Regions from separate parts of the Oryctolagus cuniculus genome. Here region 2 is linked to region 1. A link is a contact called in public Micro-C data. All regions are on one chromosome and are shown on one strand. Each heading gives the region's core, a stretch centred on a gene start, on an enhancer-like site or on the middle of the called end of the contact. The rest is flanking DNA. Distances are from core to core; before and after follow the strand shown. Region 1 holds the start of FMOD (fibromodulin). Region 2 has its middle 30 kb from the start of PRELP.

What was found. Hi-C and Micro-C count contacts between places; a contact is called where the count stands out from the background.
Region 2: a Micro-C map of ear pinna shows a contact between it and region 1, with 2.9 times the contacts expected there. The contact joins the enhancer-like site here to the promoter of FMOD in region 1. A contact is called at or near these places in 2 of 6 Hi-C or Micro-C datasets (ear pinna and an unstated tissue).

Annotation. Positions count from the first base shown.
Region 1 is chr13:19,068,773-19,074,147 of mOryCun1.1, reverse strand. It overlaps FMOD (fibromodulin), which reads left to right and starts at 3,760. Exons shown (of 4, transcript XM_051821140.2): 1 at 3,760-3,997.
Region 2 is chr13:19,126,990-19,132,185 of mOryCun1.1, reverse strand. No RefSeq gene overlaps it. Among named protein-coding and RNA genes, the nearest start is that of PRELP, 30 kb to the left of the region's middle. Within about 2 kb of position 1,370, at least 3 of the 8 cell types and tissues checked have an H3K27ac peak or open chromatin away from gene starts, as enhancers often do. A contact at or near this core is called in ear pinna, where this site is marked.

The DNA of each region.
Region 1 (5,375 bases), core at 2,511-5,010:
TCTCTGCCTCCATCCCAGTCCCGGGTCCCTTCCCCCCTTCCCTCCGCCCAGACCCACCCTTGCTACAGGACAGGTGACCAGAGCCCTAGGGCGGAGATGGCAGGCAGGCCATACGGAGCCACTGCCGTTTTTGGGTGGAGCCTGGTGGAAAGGATCCCAGTGCATATGTGGTCTCCAGACTCCATCAGTAAATACAGCCACAGTCAGCAGGCAAAGACTTAAACACAAGCATCTGTCCTCCATGGGCGGCCCAGCCCCGGCTGTCCGCGCCCTTCTGAGCAGCGTCTCCCCAGCCCCGTTGCCAGCGTCCTCCACTGAAAAGTGACTGCTTTGTGGACTCACAAAACAATCAGGAAGCTAAGTGTGTGTGATTCTCAGCCACCTGCTGACCAAGGCCATCCTCTGAGATTGGAGTTTGTGGTATACACACCTGCTCTGCGACGAGCCTTGGTCCCTGCTGCTCAGGGATGTGCATGGCGCATACATAGCAGGTGCTCCCATTTATAAAGGAAATGGAGGCCGGCGCCGCGGCTCAATAGGCTAATCCTCCACCTTGCGGCACCAGCACACCGGGTTCTAGTCCCGGTCAGGGCGCCAGATTCTGTCCCGGTTGCCCCTCTTCCAGGCCAGCTCTCTGCTGTGGCCAGGGAGTGCAGTGGAGGATGGCCCAAGTGCTTGGGCCCTGCACCCCATGGGAGACCAGGAGAAGGAACTGGCTCCTGCCTTTGGATCAGCGCAGTGTGCTGGCCGCGGCAGTCATTGCCATTGGAGGGTGAACCAAAGGAAGACCTTTCTCTCTGTCTCTCTCTCTCACTGTCCACTCTGCCTATCAAAAAAAAAAAAAAAAAAGGAAATGGAATTGGTGTGCTAAGAAGGAGTGCCCATGTCACCGGTTCGAGATCCGGCTGCTCCACTTCTGATCCAGCTCTCTGCTATGGCCTGGGAAAGCAGCAGAAGATGGCCCAAGTGCTTGGGCCCCTGCACCCGCGTGAGAGACCCAGAGGAAGCTCCTGGCTCCTGGCTTTGAATCGGTGCAGCTCTGGCCGTTGCGGCCAATTGGGAGAGTGAACCAGCAGATGGAAGACGCCCCCCCTCTCTTTCTGTAACTCTTTCAAATAAATCTTTAAAAAAAGAAGAAGAGGGAGTGCCCACGAGTCCTGCCCCTTCTCCTCCCCCAGCTCTCGAGTCACAGTGTAGGTCCAGTGTAGCCAGCAGCACTAGCAGTGGGTTCTTCAAGTTTGAATCACCCAAGGGTTTCCCAGTGGGCATTAAAATAGGGGGGCTTCCGGGCCTAGGCAGGAGCCAGTCCCTGGACGACAGCACGCTCAGGGCGCATGGGTTCATCTAAGCTACCAGATTCTACGTGAGCCAAACCCAGGGGTCCTCATGTGTTTCCCTTGGGCCCCGGACTCCGCTCAGATTCACACATCAGTTGTCTACATGCACCTCACTGGGATGCCCCCACCCCGGGCACAAGGCATCACTCACATGGCACAGCCAAAGCACGCTTCCTGCCCCACCCACCTCTGTCCACCCGGAAATGCTCCATCAGCTGACCATCGGCTCAAAGCAAGATCATGGAAGGCCGGCGCCGTGGCTCACTAGGCTAATCCTCTGCCTTGCAGCGCCAGCACACCAGGTTCTGTCCTGGTTGCTCCTCTTCCAATCCAGCTCTCTGCTGTGGCCCTGGAGTGCAGTGGAGGATGGCCCAAGTGCTTGGGCCCTGCACCCCATGGGAGACCAGGAGAAGCACCTGGCTCCTGGCTTCAGATCAGCGCGGTGCGCCGGTCGCAGCGGCCATTGGGGGGTCAACCAACGGCAAAGGAAGACCTTTCTCTCTGTCTCTCTCTCTCTCTCACTGTCCACTCTGCCTGTCAAAAAAAAAAAAAAAAAAAAGATCCCGGAGTCATTCCTGAGTTGTCCTAACTGCCAGATCCGATCTGTCCACACAACTTGCTGGTTCTCTCTACAGCAGCCTGTGGTGGGAGTTTGGCCTCGAGGTTAAGATGCCGGTAGCGAGACCTGCATCCGACGTCAGCGTGCCTTTGAACCTGATGCCAGGTTCCTGCTGATACAGACCTTGGACAGCAATGGGATGGCTCGAGTGACCGGGGCCTTGCCACCCGCGTGGTAGACCTGGGGTGAGATTCTGTCTCCTGACTTCCAGCTGGCTCAGCCCAGGCCGCTGGGGGCATTTAGGGAGTGAAACAATGGATGGGAGTGCGCTCTCTCGCTCTCTCTCTCCATCTGTCTCTCTGCCTCTCAAGTAAATACAACTTTTTAAAAGTCCCAATTAAAAATAGTAAGTATGCTGGCCGGCGCCGTGGCTCACTAGGCTAATCCTCCGCCTAGCGGCACCGGCACACCGGGTTCTAGTCCCGGTCGGGGCGCCGGATTCTGTCCTGGTTGCCCCTCTTCCAGGCCAGCTCTCTGCTGTGGCCAGGGAGTGCAGTGGAGGATGGCCCAAGTGCTTGGGCCCTGCACCCCATGGGAGACAAGGATAAGTACCTTGCTCCTGCCATCGGATCAGCACGGTGCGCCAGCCGCAGCACGTTGGCCGCGGCGGCCATTGGAGGGTGAACCAACGGCAAAGGAAGACCTTTCTCTCTGTCTCTCTCTCTCACTGTCCACTCTGCCTGTCACAAAAAAAAAAAAAAAAAATAGTAAGTATGCTAGCCCCTCTTCCACTACACTCATCTAATCTGCCATTCTGTCTCCTCGAGGTTGGGCTGGGGCCTCATTTCCTCAGACAATGACCCCTCCCATGTGCTCTAAAAAATGTCAGACAGGGGCCGGCGCTGTGGCATGGTAGATTACTCCTGCAACGCCAGAATCCCACACAGGCACCGGGTCAAGCACCGGTTGCTCCGCTTCCGATCTGGCTCCCCGCTGATGCACCTGGGAAGGCAAGGGAGGATGGCCCGAGTGCTTGAGCCCTTGCACCCATATGGGAGACCTGGAAGCAGCTCCTGGCTCCTGGCTCCTGGCTCCTGGCTCCTGGCTTTGGCTCCTGGCTCCTGGCTCCTGGCTCCTGGCTTTGGCCTGTCCCAGCCTTTGAGGAGTGAACCAGTAGGTGGAAGATTTTTGTCTCCCTCTCTGTCCCTGTGCCTTTCAAATAAATAAAATGAATCTTTATATATAAGTATACATATATATATATATGTATGCATGCATATACCAGATCCCATTGCTTCCCCCTCTTAAAACGTGCTGTTCTTAAACTTTCAAAAATCAAAACCAACAAAGCCCCTTCTCGGTCTAGCTTCTGCCGCCTTCCTAGACCTCGTCTTTCCCAGACTCTACATCTGTATAATGGGCACCGCTGTGGTCATGGTTGCCTCACAGGGGACCTCAGCTGCGTGCTAGCCTAGCTCGGGTCTTCCCACAGTCCTCCCCACTGCGGCAGGTGCTGTGAAATGAGGTTCCTTGCTTTTGCGTGTGTCCCAGTGTCAGGGAAGGAGCCAGGGCAGTCTGGGGTCCCAGCTGGAGTCAGCCCCTGCCCTGCGCGAGGCACGCGAGTCGCCGCCGGTCTGAGACCTGCCTGTAGGGGGCGCTGGAGCCAGGAGGGGCCACAGCTGCCCGCGGGCCGCTCGGGGCCCGCTCGGGGGTTAAAGACACCTCTCCCCAAACCCGGGCCCTCCCCTGCTCACATCTGCCTTTGTGGCTTTAATGAGAAACCCAGGCACTTTGGCGTCCAGGGCGCGCGCTAACTCCCTGGAAGATCGGCGAGTGGAAAGAAGGTGGTTTTCCAGCGGGCCGGGGGCGGATTCGGGTCTCCGCGCGCCCTGGCGAGCTCCGCCCCTGCCGCCCGCCAGGGAGCCGGCCCGCTCCGCAACCCCTCTCTCCAGGCTCCTGGTTAGGAATTTGGGGGCGGGCCCTGGCCTGGCACGGCCGCGCACTCTCAGCAGAGCTCACTTTGCTCTCCTCGCGCCCACGTTCTGCAGCCCAAGGAGGCCGGACCGAGGGACGTGGGCACTCTTCCTCCGCTCAGCTCGAGGTAAGTGCAGGCATCTTACTTCGGGTTTGTCCCTTGTCGGTCCATAAAGGAAGTCGAAGACATGACCTGGGAGAGGGCAGGGGTGGGCCATCCTCCTTCCCCCCCAGTCTGGGCTGCCCCGGAGGGATGCTGCCCGGGGCAAGAGGTCCAGTTGCAGGACATCTCCTTTGCGGTCCTCGGGGGGACCTCCAGTTCTCAGGCACAAAAAATGTAAAAGTTCAAATAATGTGGGGATCCCCATAACCTCAACCCTTTGAGATCTGGGGCACTTTGGGGGTGGCCCGAGCCCTGGGTGTCCTAAATGCTGCTTTGTATAGCATGCATGAGGTGCTGAGTGCAAGGGAGCGGTTAAGAGTCGGATGAAGCATCGGCTGTGTCCAGGGGGCTGTGCGTCCCGGTGGGGTCCCCCCCAGGTTAGGGGACAGCTCCCCGTTTGAAGGAGGAGAACTTTCTCTAGGGCAGACGAGTAAGAGAACAGCAGCAGGTTCTGAGTTAGGTGCCCCCCGCCCACCCCGCCCCAGCTCCTGGTGTGTCAGTCCCCGAGCTTTCTACCTTAGCAAGGCTGAGCACAGGTGGACCCGTGGCATTGTGGGAAGCAAGGTAAGAGTATCCAACCCCGAAGCTACGTGGCTCACAGAGGCAGTGGGATCGGGGGGAGGCGTAAGCTCCCCTACCAAACCCTCGCAGCAGCCCTGGATCTAAGCAGAGGCCAGAGCGGGTGGGACACACAGACCCTGGAAAGCTGGGTTTCAAGGGGACTGTGGCTCTTGGCTGCCAAGGTGCCCAGTCTGGAAAAGGAGAAACAGAGACAGAGGCTCACTGTGCCAGCCTCTAGGCCACCACCTTGGTCCTGCAGCAGCCCAGGGCTGTACATGGAAAAATGCACAGTTGGCAGCAGGCTGCTCCATCCGTCTTCTTGCCTGGCCACAGCCAGGGAGCAGCCAGCGTGCCCAGGCAGTGGGCAGTCGAGTCTGCTTCTCAGAACACTGGGGCTCTTTGTCTGAGGCCTGGGCTGCCTGAGGATGAGCCAGGATGCCTGCTAGCTCTTCTGCAGCCCAGTGGCTCGTGGCAGGCCCAGGGGACTGCCTGGAGGAGCCAGTGGCCAGCAGTTTGAGCATGGCCACCAAGGCCCTTCCCATCAGTTCTGAGGCTGGCTTTTATTATCCTTTCTGTCCCCTGTCCACGGTCGCCGGCCCAGCAAGGCCCAACAGCAATGCAGCGGCTAAGTGGGACTCTTCCAGACCCAGGACAGCCCTGGGAGTTCTCTGTCCGAGGGTGACTCTCTGGAAGGTGCCCACAGAGGCTGTGCAGTGCCCTGGAGGGAGGTAATAGGGGCGGGCTCCCCAGACCTGAAGGCACACTACTGCACCCCTCCCTC
Region 2 (5,196 bases), core at 121-2,620, 60 kb before region 1:
GGGCTGCCCCTGCCCTGCTGTGTCCAGATGCAGACAGGAGCCCCATGCCTCAGGGCCCTTAGAGACCTATGTGTCTGTCACTGTCTGCTTCTGTGCTTGGCAGGAGAGAGCAGGGGCTGGTGGGAGAAGCGGGTTTGCTGGGCCTGGCAATGAACTTTGGAGTGAGGAGAAGAGACAGGAAGGGAGAAGCTGAGCTGAGAGAGAAGGGTGTGTAACGAGCTGCCTCAGTTTCCTGGAATTTCCCAAGGGGCTGCGAGTTCCTGGAGGCCAGGGACCGGCTCCGGCTGGTGCTCGCTCTTCAGGGTTAGCCCATTTCTGGTGGTGTAATAGCTCCGTGACTCAGTTGGGGGAGGGAGGGGGCAGGGAGGCTGGGTGGTGGTCTGACTTCCTCTCTGAATTCACTGGCTGCCTGGTTAAGACGTGACATTGTTCTGGCTGCGGCCCAGTTTCCTCCAGAGGCAGAGTTGGTGTGCCGGCGCCTGATGTTAGTCCCGTTTCTAGAATGCTGGAGCTGTCTCTCGAATCCTGTAGATGGAGGGTTAGGGCACCCTCACTGCCCTGCTGCACTTCTCTCCTGACCGCCAGCCTAGCCCCCTTAGCCAAGAGCCCACAGTGAGCCCTAAGGGACGGCGCGTCCCTCCCCGGGGGTTTCCCGAGTGTTCCGCGCGTCTCCTTCCAGCAGCTGTGCGCAGGCTGTTATGTGGGAAAAAATAAAATAAAAATAAAAGTAAACAGATGCTCCTCCATTGCACAGTACTCCAGGGCTCTGCCCCAGCCTCTGTGTGGGGCCTCGGTCTTCATGCCCTGTGCTGGGGCCCAGACCCTGGGTCTGGGGACCGGGAGCTGGGGGTGGGCTCAGGCCTTGGCTCCTGTTGGCATGCTCCCTTTTGAAGGGGGCCCAGATCCACCCTGGACATTTAGACTGGGCTCAGAAGAGCCCATGTGTCTCCTCAAGATCGCACTGGGATGTGCCCCCCAGGAGGAGGGCAGGAGGAGGACACAGGAGACCAGGGCTGACGTGGCTTGGGGGTCCATGTCCCCTGACGAGGAGGGCACTGCGCCAGCAGGCGGGACCCCAGAAGGCCAAGCAGCCCGAGGCCCCACAGAGAACAACGGCTCCAGCAAGGGGTCTCGGGGCACACCCAGGGCCCACCCTGCCCCGTGCAAAGGGCAAGGAACACACACGGTTGTGCGGCTTCTGAGCCCTCGCAGTGAGCAGGACGGGAGCCTCGGAGCTCCGTCCACCGTGGGGCACCCGTGCACCGTGAGGAAGGCCCAGGAGGAGCTGCCAGCGTGGCTCTGTCCAGGGTGAGGAGTGAGCGGCTTGGGGAGGAGCCGCTCCAAGACGCCCTGGCAAGGCCCTGCCACATTCCAGAACACAGAGGACCACGAGCCCCAGCCCAGCCCCAGGCATCCGGGGCTGGCCACCAGCCCGGGCGCTTCCTCCCCTCCCAGCCCCTCTCTCTCCGTCCTCTTTCTGCATCCTGGGGCCAAAGGTTCAGCCGGAGCTGCCCTCTCTCTTCTCCACAGAGGAGCTGCACTGGGAATGGGGAGAGTTAGGGGAAGCGGTAGGTGTCGGCCGGGGCTTGGGGGCCAGGGGTTTAGCATTGCTGGGGCTGAATGAGTTTGTCCAGGAAGGCTTAAGGGAGTCTGAGCAGGGCACTGGGGGAGGAGCAGCAGGAAGTTTGTCCCAGGCAGCCGGGAGCCCTGTAAAGCTGGGTGAGAGGGGGAAGGTCCCCCAAAGGGCTGTTGGGGACAAGGGCGGGAGGCACGGCTCCTCCCTTAGTCTCTGAATAAAGCCAGCAGCCCTAGCGTCGCCCACAAGACCTTCTCACCACGTCGGGACAGGCTCGCACCTCCGGCTCGGGTGCCTGGCAGCCCCCGCAGCGAGCCCCGGCGCCCTCTCCTCCCGGCCCGTGGACACCCTCATCCCCTCCGCCCGTCGTTCCCGCTCCTGGGAGCAGCATGTCTTCCTCCCAGGGTCCTTCTTCCTGCAGCTGGCTAGCCTGCCTCTTCTCAGTGCGGCCACACCCCGGTCCGCATCAGCACCATGAACACCACTCCTGACCCACCTCCCCTGTCACACCAGGCACACGCAAGCCCCACCAGATCTCACACACACACACACACACCCCAAGACTGGCCAACCGCAGTCAGAGACGACCTCAGCAACGTGTCCGAGGCAGCCAGCTTCCAGTAAAGCAGACACCACACAGAGCACCTCAACCTCCCGTTGCGTCCTCTTTGGGGAGGAGGCCGGGCTGCAGCGGGCATGGCCACACAGCTCTTCCAGGAAGCACTAGTGATTTTGGTTCGCGCTTGGCAAGCACCCTGTGCGAGTGCGCAAGCTCCCGGCGACTGGGATCGTTCATGTTCTCTTTCGCACTGTCAGTCAAACACCACTGCAGGCTTCATAAGTAATTACTTCTTCGTTTGGTTAATGAAATATTAATTGATCAGGCTCTTTGGAGACAATGTCAACGTTAAGGCCTGGTCCCTGGCCTCAGTCTTGAACGGGCTGCAGGCAGGGGGTACTCACCGTGGAGTTCCTGCCCAGGCTACATAGCAGTAGCAAACACGAATGAACTTTCTGTGCTTAGGGGTGGAAAGGCTCCTGGCCCCTAGCCCACACCCTCGCTTTGTGACATGGAAGGCTGAGGCTTCCATGTGGAGATTAACTGTCAAGGTCACGGACGGCTTTGACCTTGGTCTTGGAGGTTTGGCGTTCCCTCCACCCTGCCACAGCCTCGTCCTCCTCCCACTGCTGTTCCCCAAGCTGTGGCCTGGTGGGAAGCTCTCAGGCGTTTGTTTCAGAACGGAGTTCAAGTCCTGATGTGGCTGCTTCATGGCCGTTCAGTCGAGAGGGTCTCGAGCGGCTCTCAAGTGACTCGCTTGTGCCAGAAACTCGGCCGGGGGTGAGGGTTCCCGGGTGCTCGGAGCCCGTGTGTGCAGGGTGCGTGGTGCTGACTCCTGCAGGCCTTGACACCTGCCCCCTTCCTCCCAAGCCTGAGGACTCGGTCTTGCTTCTCTGTCCTCCCCCTGGTGCCTTCCAGGCAGCCGATCGTCCACTTAGAAAGGCCTCACAGGGGCCCCTCCGTTCCGCCCCCCCGTGGTCATTCAGGTCCTATCCCGCCTCCTCTCCAGAGCTCCCTCTGCACTCCATGAGCTCCGAAGTGCAGGTGCACAGGAGGAGAGCAGGGTCTCCCTTCCTCCCCCATCCGCCCAGCACATCCCACTGCGCTTCAGTGACGGAGCATTTCCTCCGCTTTGCCTTCCAGGATGCAAACTTCCCCTTCTCCCTTCCTTTTCCTTCTTCTGTGTTTCCTTTTTTTTTTTTTTTTTTTTGACAGGCAGAGTAGACAGTGAGAGAGAGAGACAGAGAGAAAGGTCTTCCTTTGCCGTTGGTTCACCCTTCAATGGCCGCCGCGGCTGGCGCGCTGCGGCCGGTGCACCACGGCCGGCGCACCGCGCTGATCCGATGGCAGGAGCCAGGTGCTTCTCCTGGTCTCCCATGTGGGTGCAGGGCCCAAGCACCTGGGCCATCCTCCACTGCACTCCTGGGCTACAGCAGAGAGCTGGCCTGGAAGAGGGGCAACCGGGACAGAATCCGACGCCCCGACCGGGACTAGAACCTGGTGTGCCGGCGCCGCAAGGCGGAGGATTAGCCTGTTGAGCCGTGGCGCCGGCTCTGTGTTTCCTTTTCCCATGTGTCTATTTTTCCTTCTAGGATCCTAATTCCTCCCCCTTTTCTCCTTCCCCAGGGCTTTCATAACCACCTCCACCCTTCCTCCTGTTACCATTTTTGTCTCTTTTTAAAATAGATTTTTATTTATTTATTTCCATTTTATTTCAAAGGGAGAAAGAGAGAGCCAGAGGGAAAGAGAGATTTTCCATCCACTGGTCCGCGCCCCAAATGCCAGGCATCAGGAACTTCGCCCAGGTCCTCCACCTGAGTGATAGGGACCTGGGTACTTGAGCCTCACCAGCCTCCCAGGAGGTATGTTAGCAGGGAGCTGAGATCAGGAGCAGAGCTGGGGCTTGAACTCATGCACTCCGGTATGGGACGCGGGCATCCCAGTGTCTTAACCGCCGCAGCAAATGTCCACCCGTCTTCCATCTTTAGAGGGGCAGGTGGATGATGTTGTCCACACACAGCCCCTCCCACAGCCGTCTCACCTGCACCCAGGCATCTCCGCCCGGCTCAGTGCTGCTCTGGGGGCCGCTGACCTCTGCCCTCCACCCCACTGTCCTGCCGCAGTCTTGGGTGGGCTGGAGACCAACCGGGAGTGCTCCCACCTGCCACCTGACCCAGCTGCCTGCAGAGGCGGGAGGAAGCAGAGTTCAGGTGGCCTCTTAGCTCCTCTGACAAGTGCCCTCCCCGCTTCCCGTGGAGGGGCGCTCCAGCCCCCCTCGCCCCAGGCCCCTCTCCCTGGGCTGCGCTGGCCCCTGCCAGAAGAATTCCTGAGCAGGCCGCAGCAATCTATCTGGAAAACAAACCCGGTGCGCAGCCACCGCAGGCTGGGCCAGAGGATTCCGGGTGAATCCACAGACGCCCGGCACGGCTGGAATCTCGTAAATCAGGAAAGGGTTTGGTTGTTGTTTCAAGCCTTCATCCTTTCTGGTGCCGCTGGCTCCTTGCTCCCTCTTAGCCCTGCTGGCTCCCCTCTCTCACCCCTGGAGCTGGGGAGGAATTTCCAAGTGGGGGAGGCAGGGCTGCAAGAGAGGCAGCCGGTTGGTCTGGAGTGAACCATCTTCCTGCCTGCCGTGGCCTTGACCTTCAGCTCGTCTAGGGGACCTCGTTGGTATTCCAGTCCCTGCCAGCTGGGGGATCAGCAAGGAGACTGCGGGCAGGGAGCAGGATAAGACCCTGCCAAGCCGCTTCATTTCCATTCATCCTGTTTATGCCCCAGCAGTCCCAGACAGGGCTTACCGTGAGGAACGGGCCATAGGGACCATGGAGTCAGCTGTGTCCAGTCTTGAACTCTTCCCATCACCTTGGCTCCCCAGGCCGCTGGAGTCTGCCCTTGGCCTAGCAGGACGCTCCCCAAAGCTTCCAGCATTGGCCTTGGGCAAATGACCGCAGCTCTCTGGGTCTCGGCTTCCCGTTCAGAAAGCAGAGGTAACAGCAGAACAATGTCTCCAGCATCCAGGGGGCAGGGTTCCAGGACCCCCTCAGATCCCGCAATCTGTGCAGTA